Regions from separate parts of the Rattus norvegicus genome. Here region 1 is linked to region 2. The links are chromatin contacts, called in public Hi-C maps. All regions are on one chromosome and are shown on one strand. The core of a region is the stretch at or near the end of the contact, and the rest is flanking DNA. Distances in the headings are between cores, read along the strand shown. Region 1 holds the start of Pnpla3 (patatin-like phospholipase domain containing 3). Region 2 overlaps Pnpla5 (patatin-like phospholipase domain containing 5).

Region 1 (4,626 bases), core at 1,373-3,872, 44 kb before region 2:
GTCAGCACTCCAGCCTTGGCACAAATGGATTCAACATCAGAGGGTACAGAAGAAAAAATAACGCAGGCCTGGACCTAAATGTTAATCTGACCTCTGCCCCTTACAGAGGAAAGCACGCAGCCATCTGCCTATACCTCAGAATGACTTTAATTTTTTTTTAAAAAAAGATTATTTAAGTGCATATGTGTGTATAAGCTTATGTGCACCACATGTGTGCATGGAGGTCAGAAGAGAGCATCACATTCCCAGGACCTAGAATATAGGTGGTCAGCAAGCTGCCGAGCAGGTACTGGGAACTGTACTTGGGTCCTCTGCAAGAGCAGTAAGCGATCTTAATCACTGAGCCATCTCTCCAGCCACTAGACTGCCTCTTTCAAGGAGAGCAGAAATGTATTCACTTTTGGAGACAGGAAGGATTGAGTAAAATAACATCTATAAAATGCTCAACCCAGAAAAGGCTGCTGAGTGACTAGTCTCCGTGTAAGCCTCTGAGCCCAGACTTCCCAGATTGCCCAGTAGGTAGGTACACGGCATACCCACAGCCCATCTGCCCTCATTCTTCACACCACGTCCCTCTGGCCCACCCACTCTGCCCTGGCCTAAACAACATGAATCAGAGTTCCAGAAGGACAGGCGTATCCCACCCTGTCCTGATCCAACTCTGACTCCCAGCAAACCCTACCCATTGCTGAGCCTTGCCTGAGGATGAACTCATGGCGGCCGATTGCATCTGCCTGCTCTGCCGAGTCCAGCCACCCCGATGCCCCAAACACCTGTGCCTGCTCCAAGCCCTGGGCAGTGCACCTTACACAGCTCCCACCAGAGATAATCTGTCATTCTGCCCTCTCTGTGATCTGACAGGACAGCCCCAGGCTGCAGTTACAAACACCCTCTTTATCAGTGGTTTTCAATCTTCCTAGTGCTGCAACTCTTTAATACAGTCCCTCATGTTGTGGTCCCCCCCTATGTTGTGGTCTCCCCCCACCCCAAACATAAAATTATTTTCCTCAATACTTCATAATGTGATTTTGCTGTTATGAATCATGATGTAAATATCTGTTTTTCCAATGGTCTTAGGCGACCCCTGTGAAAGGGTCATTAGACCCCCCAGAGAGGTCGTGACCCACAGGTTGAGAACCACAGCTCTATACAAAAGTGGGTGTGTTTAAGATTCCTGGGACCCGATGCATTTAAACCTTGTCCCAATAATCCATCCCTGTTGGGACTCAGAGCCCCCATAAAGGAACTGCCTTTAGTGCTGAAGCCCAGGGTGTGTCATGGCCACTGGGCTGATGTAGTCTTCCCAGAGGCCACTCTTACTGCCCTTTACTCCCCGTCTCCCTCCCTCACTGGGGAAGACAGACAAGCAGGCACGCAGCCAGATTTGCTTGTCCTCTAATCCCAGAGTCGCATCAGCTCAGGGTCTGCTCACTGATCCTGTCCAATGGCAGAGCTCCGCCCAACAGCAGGGGCTTTCCCTGCCTGCCAAAGTCTCTGCCTGCTGGCTCTGGCCAGCAGAGCAAAGAGTAAAGTGTTAAAGAGGCCCAGATCAATGAGGGTTGATGCGGGACATTATCATGCAGCCTCGAGACCTCTCCCGTGGGCACGTAGCCAAGCCCTGCCCACAACCTCAAAAGCATCCAGCTATGACTCTGGCGAGGGCATCACATCCTAGTAGTTTAGAGGGAGAGGAGCGTAAATTCGTCTCCTATCGCTCATGGGTGCATGGGCAAATGTTTAATTAGGCCAAGATTCAAATGCCCAGAATGTCACTGCCAGTGACATCGATCTGGGAAGGGCCGCTTGCCCAGGCTAGTGAAGACAGGAGAGGGTGGAACTGAACCTGTCTGGGAACCCATTCCAGCTTCTAGGGAGTGTTCCGAATACTTCTCTAACCCATACACCCCGCCCCCAGCAGCCACCTCTAAAGGCGACCGGAGGGTTGGACTGCCACCAAGGATGTCCTAGTCTGGGTGCCTTCTGCCCCTCTGGCGGCACCCACTATGGGTCTCTAGCCAGAGCCACACAGGACAAACCTTTTGCGGCTCAGGGACCAGAGAACCCAACAAACCTGAGTCGTTCTTTGCTGTTCTGGGACGACCCAGCTGGCAGGACCCGAGTTGGGGACCCATTTCAAACCAGAGCGCTGGAGTGGGCCGGGAAAAAGATGCTCAAGAGTCTCCTGTGCAGAATGCGTCTGCTGCCGCGGGCCCAGGGAAATTCCACGCCAGGTGACAGGCCCCGGGTCTCCAGATGGGTGCCCAACGACACTGGGAAGGGCGAGAGCTCTCTGGACAGGTTTCTTTGGGCACCCCGGAAAGTGTTACCGATTCCCCAAGTGGAGCGCCCCTCCCCGCACGCGGTGTTTGGGTAGTGGCCGTGGACGCACCGAGAGGGAGACTGCACACGAAGGTGACCGCGTGCAGTGCACCGGCCGAGCAGCCGAAGAAAGTGCGCGCTTCGCGGAGGATGTGCGGAGCGCGCTCGCTCAGACATAGCGTAGCCCCGATGTGGTAGAAGCCTAGGAAGCCGCAGCCTGCGAACGACAGGCTCCAGCGGCGCTCTGGGTCGTACATGGCGCTGGAGGCTCCGGAAGGCGATGCAGCTCAATTCTGCTCCGGGCGTTGCTGCTCTGAGCTTAAGGAGCCGCAGCCGCCTAAGCAGTCCTCGGGTGACGTCAGCCAATGCCCCGCCCCGCTCGGACCATGCAAATAAGCCAGTGGGAGGCCCAATGGGCGTACTGGACTCCTGCCCCGCCCTCGTGGGCTTTCCCTAATCGTAGGCTTGGATGCTCGCTGGGCAAAGCGGCTCTTTTTTTTCAGATCCTGGATGGCATGCCGGTGGCACTCTCTCCTTTCTTTATTACACGACAGATGCCACCATCCACATATGGTCTTTCCTTTATTTTATTGTAGGGTTTCTGTTTTTGTCGTTATTTCTTTTGCTTTCTGTACGTTTTCAATTCATGGAGAAAGATTTTCTTCCTTTTAAAAAGATACTTAGGCTCCCCCACTCCACCCCATGTGTATGAGTATTTTGTCTGCATATATGTCTGCGCACCACGGGTGTGCAGTGTCCAAGGAGGCCATAAGAGGACGTGAAATCCCCTAGTACTGGAGTTACAGACGATTGTGAGCCATCGCGTGGGTGCTTGGAGTCCAATTCTGGTCCACTGTAAAAACAGCTGTGCTCTCAACCGCCGAACCACCTTTTCAGCTCCTGTTTAATTTTACAGTACTAGAACCGCGACCCTCCTGCGTGCTAGGCAAAGGCTTTACCACTAAGCTGCACCCAGCCCCTTTCTTCTTTTAACAAGCCGTCTCTGTCAGTTACTCAGCTTGGACTTCAGCCTCTGACCCCTTTGCCTGAGCCTCATAAGTAACTAGGATTACAGGAAGACAACACCAGGCAGGAAGGACCTGAAGTTTCCATGCCGAAGTGTCACTTAGAAATAAAAAAAGCGATTGACTGGTGCCAATGAAGGCAGGAGTTGGGAAAGCTAGGAGTTAGATGGTTTCTGGTCCTGTCTGTGACTGTTCTATAGGTTGATGTCAAGGCGATACGTGATTGGACAGTAGGGAGTGGGGCGGGGACAAAGTTTTTGTAAGGTGGGGAGAAGAGGAAAGGGGGTTGGTCAAGAAGGAGTCTACGGAGGAGAATGGTTCAGATTTAGGTGAACTAGATATCTATGTACCTACCACATTCATGTTTGATGCTCGTGAAATCTAGGAGAGAGCATTGGAACCCCTGGAATTGGAGTTACCGACGGTTGTTAATCACTGTATAAGTGCTGGGAATCTAACCCAGGTCCTCTGGAGAAGCAGTGTATACTCTTAACCACTGAACCATCTTTCCAGGCCTATAGTAAATGGATTGATACAGTTTTAGGCAGAAGAAAAAAAGATTAAAAAAAAGTTACAAAATCCCTCACCCCACAGAACAAAATAAATTTCTTTTAAAAATACTTTTTTTTTTTTGTTTTTTTGTTTTTTGTTTGTTTTTTTTTCCGGAGCTGAGGACCGAACCCAGGGCCTTGCGCTTGCTAGGCAAGCGCTCTACCACTGAGCTAAATCCCCAACCCTACTTTTTTTTTTTTTTTTTTGAGATGGCTGTTGTGGCACACACCTTTAATCCCAGTTCTTGGGAAGCAGAGGCAAGTGGATCTCCAAATTCAAGGTTAGCCTGGTCTACAAAGTGAATTCCAGGATGACCAGGGATACACGGCGCATGTGTACAGTAAGGAGTGGTGTGCAATCCTTCATGGTGTGTAGGATTATAAAGCTACCCCACTGAGTCATGTCCCAAAGGAAGAGCATGGACTGGATTCTTCTGCAATCTAAAGATGGTTCTTGGTACTTCAATTCCCAGAAAGTTGAATCCCCATATTCATTATGGAAAACAACGGCAGAGTTGAAACTAGGGGAAAAAATTAGTTTTACATCCTTTCTCATGGTTCATGTGTCCTTTTGTCCATCTTCCTCTCTTGGTCTCCTGTCTGAACTTTAGAAAAATATAAGGATCCACTGGCCACGCATTGCCCTCTTGCCTATGCGCCTGTGCTGAGAGAGACCAGGAAGCATTCTTCCTCACACCTGATAAGCATCATTTAACCCCCCCACCCAACGT
Region 2 (4,317 bases), core at 1,513-4,012:
CCGTTCTGCAACCCAAGTCCTGGAGTTGATTTGAGCACAGAGACATGTAGAGAGTAAGACACCATTTCCTTTGGAGGTTGCCACTGTGCCTGACTATCAGATCTTCTTCTCCTTCTCAATCCAGGACTTACCAAGGAGCCAGTGCTGTGGTCGCTGGTTTCTAAGGAGCCTCCAGCCCTCGTGGAGGGGCCCAGGGGAACTGACCATAACCAGGGTCAGGAGGCTGGTCTGATTGTCAGGTGGGACATCCCCAATGTGCTGGTAAAGGACGTGCCCAACTTCGAGCTGCTGTCACCGGAGCTGGAGGCTGGTACTGTCCCCTTCTCATTCCCCTCGCCCGCCTGGTCATATCTGCCAAGCCCTTACCAAATGTCAAGTGTCGCTGAGGGTTTTTTCTGTGTCATCCACTCTTTATCAGTGGGGAAACAGGCCCTTAGAGGAGGAACTCAACAGCTCTTCTTGTCTGCCATTAGGGTATTGAGCCCAAGTCTGTGCCTGGGAAAGACAGGTCTGTGTTCAGGCCACAGTGAGGTACCTAGGGACAAACAGACACACATGGCAGGTGGCATCCCACAGACACCTCAATGGGAGGTGCCAGTCAAAGAGGAAAGAATGAGGATTTGGGCAGAGCTCACCACATGGGCAAAGGCCTTGGGACTGGAGAGGCTGAGCTGGTAGGTCTCTGGGATCATAGCATAGTGGTTGGGTGACATGGCAGATATAGACTTGGGGATGACTGGAGAGGCAGGGGAAGAGAGCTGGTGTCTTGGTTACTTTTGTATTGCTACGATAAAATACCATGATCAAGGTAACTTATAAAAGAAGGTATTTAATTTGGCTTTACAGTTCTGTGATGCTGGTAGAAATAGCTAAGAGCTCTCATTTCAGCTTTCTTCTCTCTTCTATTTTATTTTATTTTATTTTATTTTATTTTATTTTATTTTATTTTTTTGTTCTTTTTTTCGGAGCTGGGGACCGAACCCAGGGCCTTGCGCTTCCTAGGCAAGCGCTCTACCACTGAGCTAAATCCCCAACCCCCTCTCTTTTTAAAAAAAAAAAAAGATTTATTTATTTTATTTATATGAGTACACTGTCGCTGTCTTCAGACACACCAGAAGAGGGCATCAAATCCCATCATAGATGGTTGTGAGCTACCATGTGGTTGCTGGGAATTAAGCTCAGGACCTCTGGAAGAGCAGCCAGTGCTCTTAACTGCTGATCCATCTCTCCAGCCCCTGTCTCAACTTTCAAGATCCTGGTAGGAGTCTTTTGAAATCTCGAGCTTGCCCCCAGTGACACGCCTTCTCCAAGGCCACGCCCCTTAATCCTTCTCAAACACTTCCACCAATCAAGGAGCAAGTATCCAAATCTATGAGGCCATTCTCATTCAAACCACAACCGAGGGGGTAGGGGTGGGGTGCAGTGGAGTTAGATGGGGAGGGCAGTGGCCAAAGAGAGTGAGGTGATAGTGAAGGTTCAAGAAGAGGCATTGAGGAAGTAAGAGATTGATTTATATCCAGAAGGCTTTTGGTCATCACTGAGCCCTAGGTCCAGGCTTCTGAATTTGGAATCAGTGGGGTGTGGTTACTGCCCCTGTGCACTACAGCTGGCTGGAGTAGGAAATGGGAGGGTAAGTCTAATGGTTAGATACCCCGGGCTCCCCACCCACTCACTGCCTTGGAGGAATGTTCTGTTGGGAACCCACTTCCCAAGAGTAGTGCCCGATGGAGTTGGGTGTTGTTTCCTTGCCTGCAATCTGAGCTGCAGTCTGGGCTACCAGCAGTCTGCAGTGGCCTTCTGGCTCCTGCTCTGACCAGTCACTCCCACCCTGCTTAGCATGGTAACTAAGGGGCTTGGGCCTGGCAACATGGAGGTTGGGGCTATTGCTGTAAGAAAGGGCTGGGGAGACTCGTTTATCCAAGGCACCACCATGAACTTCTCCTGGTTAGGAGGACAGGAAAGTAGAGCTCAGTACCTGAGCCTGACAGGCTCTGCCTCTTCCTGGAAGAGACTCTCCCTGGGCACTTCTGAACTACCCTTAGTCTCCTCTTCTGGAGGGGGCCTCAGTGGGTTAAGCGGGGTGTGTAGAGGGTGACCCCTGCTGGCAGCTATGGCTCCATCAGTATGGAGACGCTGAGGGTGAATACTGTCTTCATCTCCTGGGGACCACAAGGCTTGATGGCCCCAGGGTGACCTGGGGTGGCTAGGGGGAGACAACTCCACAGCCCGAGGGTACCAAGGAGTCGTGGGCCTCTTCCTGTCTTGCAGCATTGAAAAAGGCATGCAAGAGAGACTTCTGGGCCCAAATCCAGTGTTCAGTGCCAGGGAAGGTGCTGACCTACCTGCTTTTGCCCTGTACGCTGCCCTTTGAGTATGCCTATTTCCGGAGCAGGAGGTGAGATAGCCTGGGCTGAGGGGGAGGCTTGTGGCCAGTGAGGGTGACTAGGTGGCTTGAGATGGCACCTTCCCCCACACTGCCTGCCATGGGTTGGCCCATGGAGTGCCTGGGTAGGCTGTGCCAAAAGAACTGCTAGGGACGTGATCTTGTTGGCTACACCGAATTTTGGCTAGTACTTAGGCTGTTCTGTGACCTTCTGCCCTCTGACCCATGGCAGAGCTTCTGTGACCATGGGATGATGCCCTTGGCGACTCTCTCAGCTGATCTACCTCAGATTGGCTGTGTGGTGTAGGCCCATTCTCCTGACCTCTCTGGGTCATAGCACATTTCCTAAAACAGGGTTTGTTCAGGTCTGTCTGGCTGCAGCTGAGCATTCCCTGCTGGGTTAGTGGACTATGCTGCTTCCTGTGCTCACTCACTGGCTGCTGAGGGTGACATAGGACTGGGTGTTAGCCTGGGGTGAGAGAACCAGGCTGATCCTGACTTGGCTCCTGGTCTGGTGGAGCACGAAGCTCACAGCCAGCCACACCACCTGTGCATTTTGAGTTTCTAGGAGAGAGCCATGTTAGCATGGAGCTAGCCTGACACATACTCAGAGCTAGCCTGACACATACTCAGAACTCTTTGTTCAGGGGAGGCAGGCAATGACATCTGAATCATAGTTTTAAGGATGGGCCATAGTCTGTTAGGCAAAGAAGAAGAAGCCTTCCAGGTGGACAGGGTGTGGTGTGCAAAGGTCCTGGGGCAGAAGGAAGTCAAGCATAGCCTAGGAACCCAAGGGGAGGAGAGTATAGGGAAAGCTGGTGAATGTATGAGCTAGGACTAGAGAACGACCAGTGCCAGACACACAGACACATGTGGTTTGTGGTCAGGTGAACAAGCTTCATCAAGACACAGAGGCACTGTAAGGAGAGCCAGTGTTTTCTCTGAGAAAGGATCCTTGTAATCTTACAATCCAGAGTGTTTTTGTAATCCAGAGGATTCTGTAATCCACAGTGGTCTTGAACTCAAGACTTCCTCTGCCTTGCATTCCAGCTATGTGCCCCAGCACCTGAGAATCTGTGCTTCTAAAAAGCCTCTTCCTTAGATACTTATGATGGTGAACCCCAGAACTCTTGTGTTGGACTGCCTGGAGTTAGTGATCAGGTTGGCACTGGTGTTAAACAACTAGTGGCCCAAAGCTGGGAGACACCATCCTGCTGACAGCCTCACCCCACACAGAGCTGTTTGCTAAAACCACAAGCTGATGAAAGGAAATAAAAGGGATATAAAATCTAGGCATCTCTGTGGTATGGCCTGCTGGAAACAGCTCAGAACGTACCGCGTCTGTCCTTCCGGTTTCCTATGATCCACACACAGGGCATTTGGAGCAGAAGACACTGGCCTTTTCATGAAGGGAACGTGGATGAGTAACATGGGGCAGGAAAGAGGGATGGAAAGAGATAAATAGGGGAAGGGATTGTAGGCAGATGGTCCTCATTTGGAAGGTGAGCAAAGCTGAGCCCCAGAGAGGTCCTCTGAATCCCTAGGTTGCAGAGCAGAGTGGCCTCTAAGCTAACATCACACCACACTCTTCCCACCGGAACTCTGTGGGAGTTGACCCCATGCCCCTTCCCTCCCTAAAGTTCAAAGTCTACTTCAAGTCATCCGACCATGCATGTTCCCCATGCGGTCATCCGGAGATGATCTTGCCTAACCTGGGCACTCCTCCTTCTCCTCTCTCATCTCTGATCATCCCCGGGCTCCCTGAGAAGCTGACACTGCCCTTCTCACAGGCTGATGCAATGGTTGCCGGAGGTGCCAGATGACTTGTATTGGATGCAGGGCCTACTGAAGACTACCACCCTCAAGGTCTACTCCATGGCGAAGTCATGGCTTCTCAGCTTGGGCAGGTGAGGCGGGGGAGGGGCTGGAGGGTT

Evidence for each region. Hi-C and Micro-C count contacts between places; a contact is called where the count stands out from the background.
Region 1: a Hi-C map of liver shows a contact between it and region 2, with 5 times the contacts expected there. The contact joins the promoter of Pnpla3 here to the enhancer-like site in region 2. A contact is called at or near these places in 3 of 12 Hi-C or Micro-C datasets (kidney and liver).

The regions. Positions count from the first base shown.
Region 1 is chr7:117,171,524-117,176,149 of GRCr8, reverse strand. Pnpla3 (patatin-like phospholipase domain containing 3) reads right to left here and starts at 2,622. Exons shown (of 9, transcript NM_001282324.1): 1 at 2,390-2,622. The coding sequence starts at 2,576.
Region 2 is chr7:117,127,541-117,131,857 of GRCr8, reverse strand. Pnpla5 (patatin-like phospholipase domain containing 5) reads left to right here. Exons shown (of 9, transcript NM_001130497.1): 6 at 125-310; 7 at 2,269-2,395; 8 at 4,174-4,290. Among named protein-coding and RNA genes, the nearest start is that of Pnpla5, 7.3 kb to the left of the region's middle. Within about 2 kb of position 2,762, at least 2 of the 93 cell types and tissues checked have an H3K27ac peak or open chromatin away from gene starts, as enhancers often do. A contact at or near this core is called in liver, where this site is marked.